Regions from separate parts of the Rattus norvegicus genome. Here region 1 is linked to region 2. The links are chromatin contacts, called in public Hi-C maps. All regions are on one chromosome and are shown on one strand. Each heading gives the region's core, a stretch centred on a gene start, on an enhancer-like site or on the middle of the called end of the contact. The rest is flanking DNA. Distances are from core to core; before and after follow the strand shown. Region 1 has its middle 59 kb from the start of Plekhg3. Region 2 has its middle 16 kb from the start of Rps17l1.

The links. Hi-C and Micro-C count contacts between places; a contact is called where the count stands out from the background.
Region 1: a Hi-C map of the A7r5 cell line shows a contact between it and region 2, with 5 times the contacts expected there. The contact joins two enhancer-like sites. A contact is called at or near these places in 10 of 12 Hi-C or Micro-C datasets (the A7r5 cell line, Schwann cells, frontal cortex and 5 more) and 1 of 1 datasets of contacts at active chromatin or transcription factors (oligodendrocytes).

What each region holds. Positions count from the first base shown.
Region 1 is chr6:101,056,443-101,060,212 of GRCr8, forward strand. It overlaps a transcript of Sptb not described here. Among named protein-coding and RNA genes, the nearest start is that of Plekhg3, 59 kb to the left of the region's middle. Within about 2 kb of position 1,584, at least 31 of the 93 cell types and tissues checked have an H3K27ac peak or open chromatin away from gene starts, as enhancers often do. A contact at or near this core is called in the A7r5 cell line, where this site is marked.
Region 2 is chr6:100,952,157-100,956,109 of GRCr8, forward strand. No RefSeq gene overlaps it. Among named protein-coding and RNA genes, the nearest start is that of Rps17l1, 16 kb to the right of the region's middle. Within about 2 kb of position 1,280, at least 17 of the 93 cell types and tissues checked have an H3K27ac peak or open chromatin away from gene starts, as enhancers often do. A contact at or near this core is called in the A7r5 cell line, where this site is marked.

The DNA of each region.
Region 1 (3,770 bases), core at 334-2,833, 100 kb after region 2:
ACAGTGATGCTCAGTGAATTAAGATGTACCCGTAAGCAAAAGGACCCTGCTGACAGAGTTTTCTCTACTGTTAATGTTGGTGAGAGCCAGGGGGCATGGGTGGACCTCAGAATAGACTGCTCCACATTAGCAGTGACATAAGTTCTGGAACACTAGCCTAGAACAGACATAGAGGGAGTGTCAAGGATGGAGGTCTCCAGGCTGGTCAGTGTCTACAACCTTGGTAATGTTAGGGTCTACATGGGGGAAGGTTCTTCTAAAAGATGAAGGGTCCGGGTGAGGATGACGGTATCTAAATGACCATGTGCTAAGTGCCAAGTTCTCTACACACATTCTGTCTTGCAAGCCTTTCAGCCTGTTGTACAGACTAGGGGGAACAAGAAACCTGCCCACAGTCACATATCTAACAAAGGTGGGAAATAGGTCTGCCTAGCTCCAAACACAATGCTCTTTCTATTCAGTCTAGGTGTGTTTGTGTGTGTATAGAAGTACCATGGCTCCTGAAGAAAATATCACCCGATGAGGTTCTCAGTCTAAAGATGTGCCAGCTTACATAAGGCATGTGGCCAACTCGTTAAGGTGGTGCAATCACATCCAAGCTACACTGGAAGGAGCTGGAAATGGGGTTTGCACCACAAAAGACACAGTGCTAGATGCCTTAGGCAACCGAACAGTACCAGGTGAGAGCCGGGTGAGCAGAGCCAGTTCAGGATGTTTATTCTCCCCAGTGTCTGATGTCTTGGCTCCTGGGCTCTGAGAAAGAAGGGATGTCTAGACAGTTTGTAAAGGCTGCTTGAAGACAGCTGTTCTCAAGAGAAGAAAAAGACTCGGTTTGCCGAGTTGAAAAGCAGCCAAAGATAGGGACACATGAAGACTTGGGGTAGACAGAGACCCCAAAGGAGAAAGGAGAGGCTGTGCTGAACCAGAAGTGTGGGGGTGGGGAAGGAAAGGCAAACTGTGGCAGATGGCAAGCAGCCCTGCAGATGGCAGGCCAAGAGATGGTGAGGGGCTCCCAGAAGTGGGGTTTGGAAGTAAAGAGGCTCAATTCTACACCCCAATGGCCAGCTGTCATCTGATATGTCTACTGGGGCACTTGGGTGAGATGGAGGGAGGATGGTACAGGCCCCAGAACAAAGCAAAAGGAAGTGGGGAATCAGTTTGTAGGTTTCTCTTGGACACGGGAGATCTGGTCCACTGTCCCCAGAGGAGAGCGAGGGAGGTGTCTTCAGAGTGGTTTTCAATGTGCATGACCTGTGTGCTGACTTTAGAGGAGCTGGTGGCGGCTGGGTTTCTTGGTGACCTGGATCTTGGCCACCGGTTCCCCATCCACTTCTGAGGTCCTTCCAAATGTTAGCGAGCTGAGTCTCATGCTGAGTCCATCAGTATCGGGGAACAGGAGGACATACAGCTTGAAACAAGGAACTTGGGGGAGATTTTACAGCAGAAGGACCAGACATTAGCATCTGGCATAGGGAAGAGAGAGCTGGGCACACCCTGCTGTGGGTAATGTCCAGAAAGAGAGCAGGTTTCTCCAGGGAGCCAGGGCGCAGTGCCAGACTGCAGGCGGACACACCCTTGCCACGCTGACTCAGGCATCCTGGGGAGACAGAAACACGCCCAAGTTTGGGGCAAAGCTGACGTCTGTTCTGGGCTGAGACTGCCCATTTGGAACAAAGGATTTGCATTTGAGGCAAAATGTCTGAAAAAGCTGCTCTTCATGGGTGGGGAGGGGCAAGGACTGGGAAGGCTCTTCAGGCAAGAAGAAACACAGCTGCTGCCCCCCACCCACAGCATCCGCCAACGTCAGAGCCCTACTGCCAGCTGCTGGCTGCTGAGTAAAGCTCTGGGCTGCTGGGGGCAACTGGCTGGAGCTAGCAAGGCCTTGCCACAAAGGTGGCCATAGACCCCGATCCCAGTGCCTGCACAGTCCCTGGGGTATTGCCCCTCACTCACAAGTGCTGGCTGTTCTCCCAAAGCCTCTGAGACAGGAAGGAAGACCAGCAAGATTCAGATCACCCCACAGCCCTACTCTGACGCTCAGCCTGTCTCAAGGGAAGTCGGCTGTGTGGCCATTCATGGAAGGTCACACTTAAAATGCAGTGTCTGTGAACCATCCTGAGTAAGACTGTTCCTGCTCAAGGTTGACCATGAAGAACACCCACTTGGATACTGTTTGGAGTGGCCTTGTTCCCAGGGTCCCCCTACACTGCACACCAGGTCTAGCCTGGGGACCTGGAGTCAGGAAGGGTATGTTGGTTCCAAACTGAGATTGTTTCTTGTTACAGTGCCCTCCAACCCCCAGCCAGCATCCATGTCATAAAGGGGTGTCACTCCTGTAATCCCAGCACCCCTGCAGGGACCCTGAAACAGCGGTGTGTAGGAAGAGGTCTTGAGCTTGGAGGGAACTCGCACTCTTTAACACCATGAGAGCTCACGCTCCTCCCTCCTAGGAGAAAACACCTTCCCTCAAATAAGACACTGGAGAGTCTGAGTCAGCAAGGCCTGGGCGATGAAGAACACTTAGGGGAGCCCAGAGACCCTTTCCCAGGGGAAGGGAAGGCACATACGGCAGAGAGGGTGCCGGCCCCTTGTCAGAACGTCCTCTTGAGTTACACTCTGGCTGAAGGCACAAAGAAACAATCAGGACCCCTCAGGGCTCCACTGCTGGCACTATGCAGGTTTGAACCTCAGCTCTTCCCTCAAACAGGGACATGGCCAAATGCCCTAGGCTGTCACCTCTCCTTCCCCATCCTGCTTCACAGTATTTGCTGGGGGTCTCAGAGTTAGGAGCAGATGGGAGGAAAACAGGAAAGTCATTTCCCCCAGCTTTTCCCTTGAAAGGCTGCATCACTGACACATGGGAATGTGGACTTTCTGTAACCCTACGGAAAGACCTTTATAAGGCAAGAGAAGAGACTTGGGGATGGGATGGGGAGGTTCCAAAGCCACACAAGTTAAACAGAACCAGAGACCAGACCCCAAACACTCCGACTTCATTCCGAGTGTTGCTTCTTGTGATGCCTTGTCTCTCTGGCTTGGCCTCACACTTACCTGTGGGAAGTGACTGATTTTTACCGGAATGCCCTCTAACATGCAGAGGCAGGGGCAGTAGTGGCAGTGCACAGTGATGGTTTGGCAGCTCAGTCATTGCATGTGCACACACGGGAAGGGGAAGGTTGGATCAAGGCCCACAGGGTGCTGCCTGTGGGATGCACTATGCAGGCAGGGTAAGGGTGCTTGGTCCACTCCCATTCGTAACTCCAGCAGGAAGCGACATGCATTAGTAAGAGCTTTTACAAGAAGCGATGTGGCATGTGTATATACTACAGGACCCGACACCAGACTGCACAGACAGGAGAGCCACAGCACCCCGGCCAATCCATGAGAAGGCGCAGCAGACAACTGAACCTTCCTGAGATGGGAAGAGGCTGTCAAGGGCAGTCAAAGGGGGCTGCAGTGAGCTTAGGAGGACCTCTCCAAAACGAGGTTGGGCTTTCTGTCTGCATGGGCTCCATCCTCTTTCTCACATCAAAGGTGATTTGGAGTTACGTCCTCCCCCCTGCATCTTTAAGGCTTGGGAAGAAGCTGCAGCAGGAAGAAGGTTGTCTCCAGGAGGCCCTGGGCCTGGTGTTCATTTGATTAGCCATCTGGTTGCTTTCTGGTACAGACAGGGGCTGCTTTTCCAATCTGGTGAATGGCTGGCTGCTCAGCAAGGATCTCCCCTAGGGGCTCACTCCTCCCCCAGAGAAACACTCGGATTTAAGCAAATT
Region 2 (3,953 bases), core at 30-2,529:
GAGAGATGAAAACAGCCTGGCAGGTTCTCAGTTAACTCTACCATGTAGCCCAGAAGTTTTTCTCATGGTGTATGTCTGTGTTGGTTTGAATGAGAACAACCCTGTAGGTTCATGTATTTAAATGTTTTGTGCCCCGTGGTGGAACTGTTTGGAAAGGATTAGGAGGTGTGGTCTAGTTAGAGGAATATGTCATTCAGGGTGAGTTTTGAAGTTTCAAAAGTTGGGGCTGGGGATTTAGCTCAGTGGTAGAGCGCTTACCTAGGAAGCACAAGGCCCTGGGTTCGGTCCCCAGCTCCAGAAAAAAAAAAAGAGAACCAAAAAAAAAAAAAAAAAGAAAGAAGTTTCAAAAGTCCATGCCAAGGGTTGGGGATTTGGCTCAGTGGTAGAGCGCTTGCCTAGCAAGTGCAAGGCCCTGGGTTCGATCCCCAGCTCCGAAAAAAAAAAAAAGTCCATGCCAGGGGCTGGAGAGATGGCTCAATGGTTAAGAGTATTGACTGCTCTTCCAGAGATCCTGAGTTCAATTCCCAGCGACCACATGGTAACCGTCTATAATGAGATCCGATGCCCTCTTCTGGTGTGTCTGAAGACAGCTATAGTGTCTCATATATAATAAATAAATCTTAAAAAAAAAAAAGATTGCCTTGGTCATGGTGTCTCTTCACAGCACAAAGACAATGTCCAAGAGAATCAAAACCACTGGAACACTCATACATGCATATACATCTAGGCAGAATCCATGAAAGCTATTAAGTAGAAACAACCCAAACGTCCATCAGCTGATGAATGGATAAATAAAAGGTGTGTGTAGATACAGTGGGCTTTTTTTTTTTTTTTTTTGGAAATAAGAAATAAGATGGTGCTGTCAGATACCACAGACACGAACAAACTTTTGAAACACTATGCTAAATAAGCCACATATAAAAGAGCACATATTTTCTGATTGCATTTTCATACAATTTTCCAAACACCAGCATTATAATGACAGAAAGGAGAGTACTGATTGCCAGAGACTGGGGGAGGACGGTACCAGGGAGAGATGGGAGGTTGGGTACTGGCCTCCTTCTGATGATGGAAGGGCTCAAGAACATGAGTGTGGCGGTGTGGTATGCGGACTGACATATTCAAAACACTGACTTGTAAACTTTAAAATGATGAATCTGTTATGTGAGTTGTCTCCTAGTTCAGGGAGAAAAAAACCCACTGCCTCATGTTTATATATGCTGGATGGGCGAGTGACTCATCTACTGCCTTATGTTTATATATGCTGGATGAGTGAGTGACTCATTGCTGGAAAAGATAGCAAGTCAGAGCTTTGGATCCACCCCCAGCCTTTCTGGATTTTCCTGCTAGCTCCGGTTCATGAGAAAAGTTTTCCTCTGAAGGTTGCAGTGTTGGCACCTGGTGTGAGAAAAGGGTGTGGCTGGGCTTTATCGGTGATGCTGTAAGGGCTGCCAGCGACCCCTGGATTTGGTCCATCACTGACATTTTTATTAACCTTTAGAGAGGAAGTCAGAGGTGGAAATGGCCTCCCCCAGTCCTGAAAATGACTTCAGACTAACAAAAAGCCCTTACTTGACCTCAGGCCAAATACATCATTTTAAACAGGCAAGTGAACATGTGAACATGTGTGTTTGTGTGTGTGTGTTTGTGTGTGTGTGTGTGACTGTATGTGCATGCGTGAGAAAGGGCATATGTGTGAGTGTATGTGTGTATGTGAAAGAGAGAAGTGTAAGTGTGTGTTAAAAGTCCCAGGTGGAATTGTCATTGACTTTGTTGGTGACACGTTTACCTAAGAGGTGAAAGGAAGCATGCTGGTGGTCTCTGCTCTGAAGCAATCGAGCACACCCAACAAGATGGCTGTGTACAGTGCCAGGCCTAGAAGCATGGATATAAGAAGCAGGGGCAGACACTCCCCTGTAGATGTGTTCAGAGGACCTTGTTTTGTTGGTTGAAGAAATGACATTTTGGGGGCTGGTCTCTTTGGATGTTTCTGTTCTAAGGCAAAGTAGAGAGGACAGATCTTTGGCACAGACCCTTTCTGAGAAGCAGAAAAATAATGAGAAAATCCAGACTGGCTCCTTCAAGGCTGTTCAGGGAATAAAGGCACGTGCCACCAAGCCTCATGACCATCTTTGGACCCACACAGTGAAAGGAAAAATTGTCCTCTGATGTCCATGTGAGTCTCTGTGTGTGAATGTCTCTGTGTGTCTTTGTGTGTGTGTGTGTTGGGGGGGGATGTCTGTGTTTGTGTATGTGTTTGAGTGCTTGTGTATGTTTGTGTCTGTGTGTCTGTGTGAGTGCTTGTGTGTGAGTGTTTGGAAGAGTATTTATGTGTGTGTGTGTGTGTTGTCTTTATGAGTGTATCTTTGTGTGTGTGTGGGTGAATGCTTCTGTGTATATGTGTGTATTTATGTGTGTTTATGTGTGAATGAGTGTGAGTAGGTGTGATGATTTGAGAGGGGTTCTTGTTACGAAACCCAGGTTGACTTCAAAGTCCCCCTGTCTCCTGCTTCAGTCTCCCAAATGCTGTGGGTAGGAGATGCTTAGGATCTACAAGTAGACATTTTGGTTTCCAAGCAGAAATGTGTGCGCCCACATCCTCTGGTTATTACAGACAAAAAACCCAGAGGTCTGGGGAGAAAAAGTAAACCACCCACCTTGTTTGCAAGTACAATGTGGTTGTCTCTTTTCCCACAGCATTTAGACATTTTTCTTATGCCCCTTCTATAGATGAGGAAACCAAGCCTGGATTGGGTAACTTGTTCCAAATCACATGTTTATTAAGTAGGGTTAAGCCTGGGCTAATGGATTTCAGATCTCAAAATTTCTGGGTTTCCAGAAATTTTCCTTTTTCAGTCAACTCTACTTTCTCCCAAGGACTCCCTTGTGAAACGAAAATCCACATTCCAACTCAGATAGCAGCAAAAAGAAAGCTACAGCGTGGCTGGGAATGCCAGCAACAGGGACGCCCAAAGAGGTGAGGGTAGGGGACAGGGAGGGCACAGGCTCCCGCAGCTGCTGGGATTTTCAGAAACTATATGAGGGGAGGTAAATCTGCACAGGTATGGAGACCAGCATCCTAGGCAGTGCACATAGACAAGTTTCCCTGAGGCCTCTTTGAGGGGCAGAAGGGGCTAACAAAGGCTTTGCAGAAGAGAGCAGGAAGGAGGTCAAGTGAGCTACATTCTGCTATTATAACTAAGGAAACTGAGGACGAATAGAACAGGTGAAATCCTGCCAGGTGGCATCCTAACTCCCACAGCATTTTGCAAATGGTCTCTTTTCTTTTTTTTTTTTTTTTTTTTTGGTTCTTTTTTCCGGAGCTGGGGACCGAACCCAGGGCCTTGCGCTTCCTAGGCAAGCGCTCTACCACTGAGCTAAATCCCCAGCCCCTTAATGGTCTCTTTTCTTAATCGCAAGCCAAGTATCTCAAGATAATCTACTTGGCCTATCCTCCTTAGAGCAAGGACCCGAGACTCAGCTCAGTTAAGTCTCCACCCCCACCCCCGCCACCCCCCAGTTTACAGTAACCTTGTAGATGAGAGGTGTTCTGGTAGCTTTTGTAGGTGCATGAATGATGTGTGTTTGTTTCCCAGGCTTGCCCTGGTATAAAGGTGTTGGGGAGCAGAAAGCCTGGAGAGATGGAGCGATAGCTCCGGGGGGTTAAGAGAACCCGTTGTTCTTGCAGAGGACTCGGGCTCCTTTCCCAGCACCTACACTGTAACTCAAACCGTTCTTCTTAGCTCCAGTTCCAGGAATCCGATGCCGGCTTCTGACCCCTATGGGCACCTGCATATGCATGGTGTACATGCAAAGGCCTCAAACACATGAAATAAAACAATCTTTAAAAAAAAAAAATCTGGGATTTGTGTTAAGATGAGTGCTTCCAGGGGGTGGTGGTTCATGCCTTTAATCCCAGCACTCAAGAGGCAGGGGCAGGGAGGGATCTCTGA